Regions from separate parts of the Sus scrofa genome. Here region 2 is linked to region 1. Evidence: chromatin contacts called from public Hi-C data. All regions are on one chromosome and are shown on one strand. Each heading gives the region's core, a stretch centred on a gene start, on an enhancer-like site or on the middle of the called end of the contact. The rest is flanking DNA. Distances are from core to core; before and after follow the strand shown.

Region 1 (5,216 bases), core at 1,487-3,986:
CGTCGTGGCGCAGTGGTTAACGAATCCGACTGGGAACCATGATGTTGTGGGTTCGATCCCTGCCCTTGCTCAGTGGGTTGAGGATCCGGCGTTGCCATGAGCTGTGGTGTAGGTCGCCGACGCAGCTTGGATCCCGCGTTGCTGTGGCTCTGGCATAGGCCGGTGGCTACAGCTCCAATTGGACCCCTAGCCTGGGAACCTCCATATGCTGCGGGAGCAGCCCAAGAAATGGCAAAAAGACAAAAAAAAGAAAAAGAAAAAAAGAAATGAAATTGAAGAGTCAGAGGACTGGAACATTTGTTATGATTCTGTAGACCCCCAAGTCAGTTCATCTGCCCCATCCCCGCCACCCCCAGCCTCAGAGAAAGGTGGCAGATGCCTGGCTGGCACTGATGGTTGACTTGCTGGCAGACATAAGAGTGGACCAAGTTCTGGGAAATGGCTCAGCCATTAAACTTGGTCTCCCTGACCTGCCACCCACTCTTTGCTGTCCTGAGGAGGAAGCAGCCCATAGCAGGACTCTGGGTCTTAGACATGCCTTCAAAGGCCCAGAGTCCCCCTGGATGGTGCCCGAGAGCCTGGCCAGGTGTTTAGAGGAGGCCTGGGGAATGGTGGCTCACATGGTTGGAGTGGAAAGGGTCAGAATGACCCTGAGTCACAGCTTCATCCTCTGTGCCTGCAGGAGGCCTCAGCGGGGCCACAGTCATTGACTCCCTCGACACCCTCTACCTCATGGAGCTGAAGGAGGAGTTCCAGGAGGCCAAGGCCTGGGTAGAAGAAAGCTTCCACCTGAATGTGGTAAGTCAGAGACCCTGGGGTATTAGGGCCAGAAGGGACTGGAGAGATCAGCTACCAGCTCCCCCACCGCCATCACCTCTGAGACCCAGGCTGCCCAGCAGAGCATTCTTGGAAGTGGGGCTCCATGCCCTCATGCTGAGGCCCCTCCCCTCAAACCAGCCTTAAGGCGGGGGACATCCCGCCACCCCTGGCTGGCTCATGAGTACTTACCAGCCTGATCTCCCTGGCATGGAAGACAGCCTTGCTTCCCCTCGCTGGGCTCTGGGCACATTGCTCACACCCAGAAGCCCCTTGTGGGACTGAGTCTGTCTGACAGAACAGCAGCAACAGGGACTCTGGGAAGAGAAGAGTGGTTATCTGCTCGGAGCTGCTCTAACCTGCTGCCCTCGAGATGGCTGAGAGGGGCGGCGGGGCGGGCGTCTGGCTTGAGGCCTGTGACCAGGTCTGGGACCCACTTGGCTTCCAGCTTTGCAGGTGTCTAGGCAGGGACCAAGGCCTGGGGGAGGTGATGCCCATATGCATGGCTGGCACAAAAGCCTTAAATACCAGATGCCACTCCCACTGATCTCCCAGTGGAGGAACAGATCCATCCTGGGGGTCTGAGCTCACCGCAGAGAGAGGCTCTTTAGATGGTTTGGGGGAGCAAGACATGGAGACAGATGGGTGGGGGCAGGGTCACACTCTAGGGCTCCAGCCTGGGAAAGGCCGTTAGCCCCCCTGCGCCTTAGTTTTCCCAACCAAACGGCTGTACAACAAGAGCGCCTCATTCACAGGCTCTTGAGGACTGACCGCCACAGAGGGCTGTAAAAAGCATTTGATAACCCGCTAAGGTCTGACACAGATGCAAAGCGGTGCCACCATCATTGTGATAATTTTGAGGCTTGTTAGGACTTCTGCAAGTCTGTGCGAGGCGCTCGCAAGTGCAGAATCCTCCCATTTTCTAGGACAGTGAATAGGAAGGCAGAGGCAGGAAGAGGAAGGAGTGTCCCCCTACCCCCCTTTTCTCCCCCATGCAGGGGGTGGGTAGAGAGCGGGCCCCAGGCAGCTGCCCCATCCTGGGGCAGGTGGGGACGGGCTGGGGAGCCTAGGCCCATGCAGGTGGGCTGGGGCAGGTTAGGGTCCCTGGAAGAAAGCAAGATGTGGTCTCTCCACCTCTCTAGCCTGAGCTTTCTCATCTGGAAGTGGGAGTGAAGGCCAGAGAGAGAGAGTAGCTTTGCAAGGGCTCTGCTGATGGAAAAGCTCTCCCAGGTAGAAGGACAACCGTGGTGGTTACCAATAATAAAAGACCTCCATGTGGGAAGCAGGCCGGGGGGTGCTGGGGGGGTGCTTAGGGCTAGGGGGTCGGGGTAATAACAGGCACCTTTGTGAAGCCATTCCCTGCCCTGGCAGGGATCTCATCTGCCCCACTCAGCATCTCATTCCCACCCTGCAGGGAGTGAAGAAACTCCAGCAGGGGAAGGCTCAATTTCTTGCCTGAAGTCACAAAGCCAAGGGAGTGACTCAGGTGGGGTTTTATCTGGGCCTTGGCCTGAAGCCCCAATACCCCTGATTTGCAGTGCAGACTTCAGGAAGACAACAACAATGGTTAAGGCAGTGTGGGTGTGCCCCGAGGGCTGCAGAGCAGAGGCTGAGAAACTGCTGGTCGCCTCCCAGGATCTGCCTGGCACCCTCCTTTCTGCCTCAGAACCTCCTCTGAGACCCTTCCATGTGCCTGTCACCCCAAAGAAGGGCCACCCCATCCATCCTCCTGCTAAGCCAAGGTGCTCCCTTGGGGAGGGGAGGGGGCTGGCCTCTCCTCAGGCTTAGCTGCAGCCACAAGAGTTCTTGAACTCCTTGGAGAGCAGCCAGGCATAACTTTGCTGCCATGGCCTCTGGCAAGGGCTGGGGCAGGAAGCCAGACCCAGTGTTTATGTGCAGCTCTGTCAATGTGCGGCAGCTGCCCGCCAGGCAGGTGCTGATCCCTCTCATCTTTTGCTCTGAAAACCACCAAGGGTAGCTTGGCCCGCTGGGCAAGGGCTTGGAGCCAGGTGGAGGTGTGGCCAGGTCAGTGGAGCAAGGGCAGCGGCAGGTGTGACCTGTCTCCAGGGCCTGGCTGCCCCAGGGAGGCCTGTGACCATCTCACAAATGTCCCCACCGCCCTCCCCATCTTTCTGCCCCGCAGAGTGGAGAAGCGTCCTTGTTCGAAGTGAACATCCGGTACATCGGAGGACTCCTGTCAGCTTTCTACCTGACGGGGGAGGAGGTGAGTTGGCCTTTCCAGGCGCCTGGACCATCCAGGCTGGGAAGGGCTTGGGAGAACAGGCAGTGAGGAAACCGGAATTCCAGGGGATCCGAATCCCGCCTCCATGGTGCCACCTGCAGATTCCTCCTCCTCTTCTGTGTAAGGTTTCCATTCTGCTCCCACAGTCAGTCGTAAATTCTCTAGTGGCAGCAGCTGGGGCGGCCCACCATCCTCACGGCTCCCCGCACGGCACCTGCGATATCTGGGCTCCGTCTGGGTTTGGGTTGTTGCTGGACTGGTTCTCATAGGTGTTGGTTCTCAGGATTGATGAGGCCAAGAGCACTGTTTCACTCAGGGGCCCCTGGCCCTTGGCCCACTTCATAGGCATCCCTTGCCCTCTGCCCCTGGGCCAGCCATCAGCTAGACACCAGCTCCAGGTCTCAAGGGGAAGACAGGGAAGGTGGGCAGCCACTGCTGGTCTCTCGACCCAGGCCACTTGCCTTGGCTTCTAGGAGGATGGTTCAGTGTGGCAAGAAGGCAGAGCCCTGGACACAACCAGAAAACCTGCGTCTCCTCCCGACAGGGCACCTGCCTGTGGCCTTGAGCAAGTCCCTTCTCCTGCCCCAGGCCTCAGGCCTTCCCACCGTGGGGTGGTCCCAATCCCCCCTGGGGTCAAAGAGCTCTTGTGAAAAGGAGGAGAGGGCAAGGGTTTGGCCCCGGGGCTAAAAGGCTCCCAAGTCCACGTTCTCCAAAGTACAAGGAATCTTGAGAACCACAGAAATGGGAGGCTTCTTCCCCTTGTGATCTCCAGGGAAAGCACAGCCTGAGGTGGCCGGGAGGCTGGTCGAGTCCCCAGCATGTCACCCATCCATTGTGTCCCCGTTACCCAGAGGCAGTGTGCACTGCTGGGTTTGACCGTTGCTCTGTCCACATGGAGACGAGTCATTATCCTGCCCCCTGCTGGCGGGGGCCGCTGCTGCTGCTGCGGGAGAAAGCCTTTCCTTCTGCTTCCCTTCCACGCTGGGGCGGAAGCCAGGGTGGTGAGACCACAGGCGAGAGCCTGATCACTCCAGTCACTTGGTGCCCCCTCCATCAAGGCTCATCGCCTCTGCAGAGATTACTGCTTGTACCAATTTGCCCCCAAATGATTGTCCATGGGAACCCTGGGAGCCACCGGAGGCCTGGATTTCATTTGAAAAACCCCAGGACAGGAGTTCCCGTCGTGGCGCAGTGGTTAACGAATCCGACTAGGAACCATGAGGTTGCGGGTTCGATCCCTGCCCTTGCTCAGTGGATTGACGATCCGGCGTTGCCGTGAGCTGTGGTGTAGGTCGCAGACGCGGCTCGGATCCCGCGTTGCTGTGGCTCTGGCGTAGGCCGGCGGCTACAGCTCCGATTCGACCCCTAGCCTGGGAACCTCCATATGCCGCAGAAGCGGCCCAAAGAAATGTCAAAAAAAGAAAAAAAAAAAAAAAAAAAGAAAGAAAAACCCCAGGACAGGAAAGTGACATGGAGCAGAAACGTGCTGCGCTCTGCACAGGCACTTGCAGGCCTCAGGCCAGGTCCTGGGAGGGATGGGGTGGGATGATGCAGCCCAGGGCTCACAGGGAGGGGCCAGCAATTCCGGAAGGAGCTGGGACTCCTCATACCTGACGCTGGCCCCTCCTCCTTCCTCCTCAGAGGGCCGCTGTGATGCTGAGAACTTGCTTTGAGGCCTCGTCTCCCTAGGAGGGACCATCACCCTGGCTTTGCAGGGGCAGACCAGGCAGTGTGGTATGGTAGGCACACCTGTGTTCAGAAGGCCAAGGGCAGCCCAAGTGGCTCAGAACCCTTGAGCAGGCAGGCTCCCCGGGTTACGGCAGCCCCAAACCCCAGGCATGCCTCTGGTCCCCAGCACCTCCACGTGACAGAGACGAGGCCGCATGTGTGTGGGGGGGCAGGGTGCAGAGACTCATAGAAGAGGTAACTGGCCCAGGCAGCACGGCTCTGAGGGCTACCTTAGTCGCATGACTCTGTGGCCTTTCCACTGTGGGTCTGGCTTCTGGCCCTTGTCCAGCCTGGCCTGGCATCACTGCTTGTCACCAGGACTCAGCCACCTTAGACCAAGGCCTCCCTCCTGCCTCATCCTCCATTCACACACACTGGTGCCCGTGGAGGGAGGTCTTTCCCTCAAGTGTTTGTGGAACGAACCGTGAAA
Region 2 (4,739 bases), core at 1,721-4,220, 50 kb after region 1:
CCTTGGGATTCTCTTCCCACGATTCCGGAAGGTGACCCCCTGAACTCCTTAACCCGGCTGGACTTGGGGTTCTGTGAAGCCTCCCCTGACCCCTCCCGACAGTCAGGGGGACCCTCCTCTGCGTACATCCCTCTCACCAAGCGCTCACGTCCGGGGAGTCAGAGTATTGGCGGATTTATCTAGGAGACCAGAGACTCTACTTCCTTCTCTGAAGGCTCCCAGGGCCCAGGACAGGGCACAGAAAACCCTTGTGACTCTCTGTTGAGTGAGTGAATGAGCGAATTCCCTGCTAACCCATGAGCTCCTCGAGGACATGGCCAACGTGCCATTTATCTTGGCACAGTTTCCAATTGCTGCTAGTGCCACATATCACTCTCACCCAGTCAGGGGCCAAAGAGCTCCTGCAGGGCTTCCCCCAGCCACCACTGCCCGATGGCCCAGTCTCTCCAGGCCCTGAGCTCCTCTGTCCCAGGCCTTGGTTTGGAGGCAAGTTCTCCTGGAAAATGTGCCCATCAGCGGGACACCCAGCCCTGCTCCATGGCCAAGGCCCAGAGCTGATGTCTCCCCAGAGCTGGATCCCAAGATTGATCCTTTCCCCAGAGGCTCACTGATCTGAGTCAAATTGCATAAGTCCCTCCTCCCCCACCCCACCCCGTCAATCCTCCTGAGTTTTGAGAGACATGCCCCTCCCAGTCCAGCCACGTCTCTCCAGCCCTGGGCCATGGACACCAGCAAGGGTAATAAATAAAAGTAGTCTGGCAAAGAAAACTTCCCTCATTTATTTTCCAGGGAACTTGGCTCATCCATCTTTCCCCCTTAACCTGCTTTGTGCTCTGTTAGCTTTGCTTCCTGATAAAAGGGAACTTGGTTTTCTGATAGCATCTGTCGTATGCAGGGTATCCCCAAACATTAGCAGTAATGAGTTGGACGTGGCACAGTTGGAGGGCTTCGGAAACCAACACCAGATGTCAGGGCTTCAGTGGGTCCCTTGGAGGTTGTGGGGCCAGAGTGCTGGGTGAGGGGCTGGGTCCAGGATCCCCTGGGAGTCATTCACCCAAAAGACATGGGAGTGCCCACCACATGCTAGGTCGTGCATGGAGGGGCATTGGGAAGGTGGGGCCCTGACAGCTGGCACTGTCACAGCTGGTTACCCACAAAGGACAGAAGTGGTGACAGAAGCCAGCCCCTGCCCCCACTCAGTCAGCTAGACCATCCCCTGGGAGGCAGCACGGCAAGAGATTTGGACTCAGACTTGGGTGCCGGGGCTCAGGCTCCTTAATTTTATTTATTTATTTATTTATTTGCTTTTTTTTAGGGCTGCACCCACGGCATATGGAGGTTCCCAGGCTAGGGGGTCGAAACGGAGCTACAGCTGCCAGCCTACGCCATAGCCACAGCAATGCCAGATCCTTAACCCGCTGAGCGAGGCCAGGGATGGAACCCACGACCTCATGGTTCCTAGTCAATGCGTTTCTGCTGCGCCACAACAAGAACTCCTCAGGCTCCTTAAGTTAAAAACGAGGCAAACAATCCTCACCCCACTGCATGGCTTGAGAACAAACTAAGATAGTGTGAATCTTCCAACACTAAGTTCAGCACCAAGTGGGTGCTCAGCACCTGTGAAATCCCTCCTCCAACATCCCGCACTTATTGGGTGCACAGGCCCTGGGGCAGGCAGTGATCTCCAAGGACAGCACCCGGGCTCTCCCGGTCTCCTGGGCTCCGGGTACTTGTCTAGAAGCTTTGGCCTCTGCTGCCCTCTGGTGGCAAAGTGCCAGCCGGGCTCTCCCGGTCTCCTGGGCTCCGGGTACTTGTCTAGAAGCTTTGGCCTCTGCTGCCCTCTGGTGGCAAAGTGCAGGCAGAGCCATCTCTGAGCTCCGTGGGGCTTTGATATAACAACGGAAGAGGCCCAGGGGAACCAAGGAACTTAACAGATTTGAAAGTGCTTCCTGGGCGTTCCCATCGCGGCCCGACGAGTATCCATGAGGACGTCGGTTCGATCCCTGGCCTCGCTCAGTGGGTTAAGGACCCGGCGTTGCCATGAGCCTATGGCGTAAGTCGCAAACACAGCTCAGATCCCGCGTTGCTGCGGCAGTGGTGTAGGCCTGATAGCTGTAGCTCCCATTCGACCCGTGGCCTGGGAACCTCCATATGCCATGGGAGTAGCCCTAAAAATTGAAAAAGAAATTACGTCATTAAACTTCACTTGCCTCTATCCTCAAGGTAGTCCTCCACGTGTTGTCCTCCAGAAAAACCACTGCGGTGGCAACTCACAGCCAGCCTTGCTTGGTGCCCAGGGACTGCCACCCCAGCCAACCCGGGTATTTCCTCTTCACCACAACCCACGGAAGAGCCTGAATCCTCCTTATAGGTGAGGAAATTTTAGTCCCACAGGTGAGGGTTCAGGGCTACAGGTAGCTCCCATCCTGATGAATTTACAGGAGTGCCCTTCCAGGTGGACCATGAAAAGGATAGCGAGGGTTGGACCTGGTGGTTTTTCTGGTTTGGGATGACTGAGGACATTTTAGAAGGCAGGTGGAATAAGGGTGGAAGCTAGATTCCTGGAAGCTGCTGGAGGACCTAAGTGCCCTCCGCTGGGTCCCTCACATCTGCCTACAGAGCTGGACAGAGAGCTGACAAAGCTTCAGATGTGCGGTCCTCCCCACCCCGCCCAGCCCAGCCCCTTCCTTCTCCCAGGCCTCGGCCTGGCACTTCCAGGCCGGATGGGACGCGGAGGCCCGGTTTCTTTGTGGAAGATTAAATGCCAGAAGAAGGCACCGAATGGCAGGAATGGGTCCCGGTGCCCGGTTACTGACCAGCGCGCCCATGGACGCCGCGCCCCCGGTTGCCCCGCCCCCGGCTGCCCCGCCCCGGCCCGCGGGGTCCCCCGGCCCCGCCCCCGGCCCGCCCGCGCCCGCGCCGCCGCCCGTCCGCGTTCCCGGCCGCCCGGAGCGTCCGCGAGTCGCCGACATGGGCCGGGCCCGGCCGGGCGAGCGCGGGCCGCCCAGCCCCGGCCCCGCCGAGCCGCCCGCTCCCCCGCCGCGCCGCGGCCGCATCCTGGCGCTGCTCGGAGCGCTGTTCGCCGCCGCCGCGGCCGCCGCCGCCGCGCGGGCCTTCGCCCGCCACTCCGAGGCCCAGGCGCCGCGCGGCAGGTCCGGGCCGCGGGGAGGGCGCGGCGGCCGGGAGAGTCGGGTGGGCTTGGGAGGGGCTGGGCTCTGAGGGGCCGGGCCGGGTGGGGGACCAGGCGAGGTCGGGGATGGAAGGGCGCCCCGACCCGAGGGGACGGGGCCTTAGGGCTGGGAGGGCTGCATGGAAGGGCTAAGAAAACGGGGTTGGGGGGGCGGGCAGACTTGGAAGGACTGATGGGGGAGGTGGAAGGACTGGCCAGCGTGCAGCAGGGGCTGGGACAGGCTTCAGGGGAACAGTATATGTGGGTGACTGGGACAGTGGACCGCAGACAAAGCTCATAGAAGCAGGGACTGGAGCCTCTGGATGGGTCCAGGGAGCGCTGGGACAGTGGGCAGGGGAGTCAGACGAGGACAATGGGTGGACCAGAGGGTGATGGGGGATGGGTCCAGATAGAAAGGGATCACCAGAGTGGATACTGGATGAGGGCAGGGAGTGAAGCAAAGGGACCAGGAGGGGTGGGAAGGGGACTGGGGTTCTGGGGTGCACAGAGGTGGTGTTTGGACACACGAACTGGGAGGTGGGCTGAGGGAACTCAGGAAGATGGTGGCAGGAGCTGCTCCTTGCATGCTTTTGGGATATGGGTTGGGAATCCAACTGCTCAGCCCAGCCACCTCCTCCCAAGCAGGATTCAGCACTGAAAGCCCTGGGGACAGAAGGCCTCTTCCTCTTTTCCTCCCTGGACACTGACCAGGACATGTACATCAGCCCTGAGGAGTTCAAGCCCATCGCCGAGAAGCTGACAGGTACCAGGAGAGCCTGGGGACTGGGGAGGAGGAGGCAAGGCCCTGCCCTCTGCTTCTTGCTTGTGTCTGCTCTAAGCAGGGGGGCTGCCTGGAGTCGGGGGGAGGCCTGTGGGGCCTAGCAGCCCTGGGGTCCTCCCATCCCTGACACTTTCTAGCCGGGGTTTGGGCAAGCTGCTTTAACAGACACATGCACATACAACACACACACACACACAAACACACACACACACCCCTGAGCCTGTTCTCCTCGTGTGAATAATAGTAGCTAATATTCCCTGAGCACTTCCTCAGGACCAGACATCACTTTAAGCACCTCCTGGGAGTTAAGCCTCTAATCTGTGCAATGCCCCGTGAGATGAACACTGTCCTGATCCTCATGTTTATAGTTTGGGAGACAAGCCCAGGCTGGAAAAGTGTAGAGCCAGGCTTAGGGACCTCATGTCCTCAGGTCCTGCACCAGCTCATTTGCACATCAGAGAAACTGTCTGCAAATTGACGGCAGTAGATATTCAATAGACAGGAGCTACCACTATTACTACTAAATGTTAAACTCTGCTTGGATACTGTCAGAGTCCTATCCCATCTTGTCATCCATTTTTGTCTGGTTGTAATCAGTGATTTTTTTTTTTTCTTTTTTTGGTAAATGTTTGGGGCCGAAGCATTCTAATGAATGCTCACGCTCTATCATCACCCTAACTTCTGTGTCCGTATTTGGTGACATTTCCTAAACTTACGATCTTGGGCATCTACTTGTCACCCAAATTGCTTGGTGTAAGTAGGTCAATATGGGAAAGATGAAAAAGAGAC

Evidence for each region. A called contact is a pair of places that touch in the nucleus more often than the background predicts.
Region 2: a contact with region 1 is called in a Hi-C map of retroperitoneal adipose tissue, with 2.0 times the contacts expected there. The contact joins the promoter of SELENON here to the enhancer-like site in region 1. A contact is called at or near these places in 7 of 47 Hi-C or Micro-C datasets (alveolar macrophages, brain, embryonic fibroblasts and 4 more).

The regions. Positions count from the first base shown.
Region 1 is chr6:83,194,380-83,199,595 of Sscrofa11.1, forward strand. It overlaps MAN1C1 (mannosyl-oligosaccharide 1,2-alpha-mannosidase IC), which reads left to right. Exons shown (of 12, transcript XM_021095595.1): 3 at 683-798; 4 at 2,960-3,040. Among named protein-coding and RNA genes, the nearest start is that of SELENON, 50 kb to the right of the region's middle. Within about 2 kb of position 2,737, at least 7 of the 83 cell types and tissues checked have an H3K27ac peak or open chromatin away from gene starts, as enhancers often do. A contact at or near this core is called in retroperitoneal adipose tissue, where this site is marked.
Region 2 is chr6:83,243,964-83,248,702 of Sscrofa11.1, forward strand. It overlaps SELENON (selenoprotein N), which reads left to right and starts at 2,971. Exons shown (of 13, transcript XM_021095600.1): 1 at 2,971-3,140; 2 at 3,295-3,304; 3 at 3,812-3,932. The coding sequence starts at 2,971.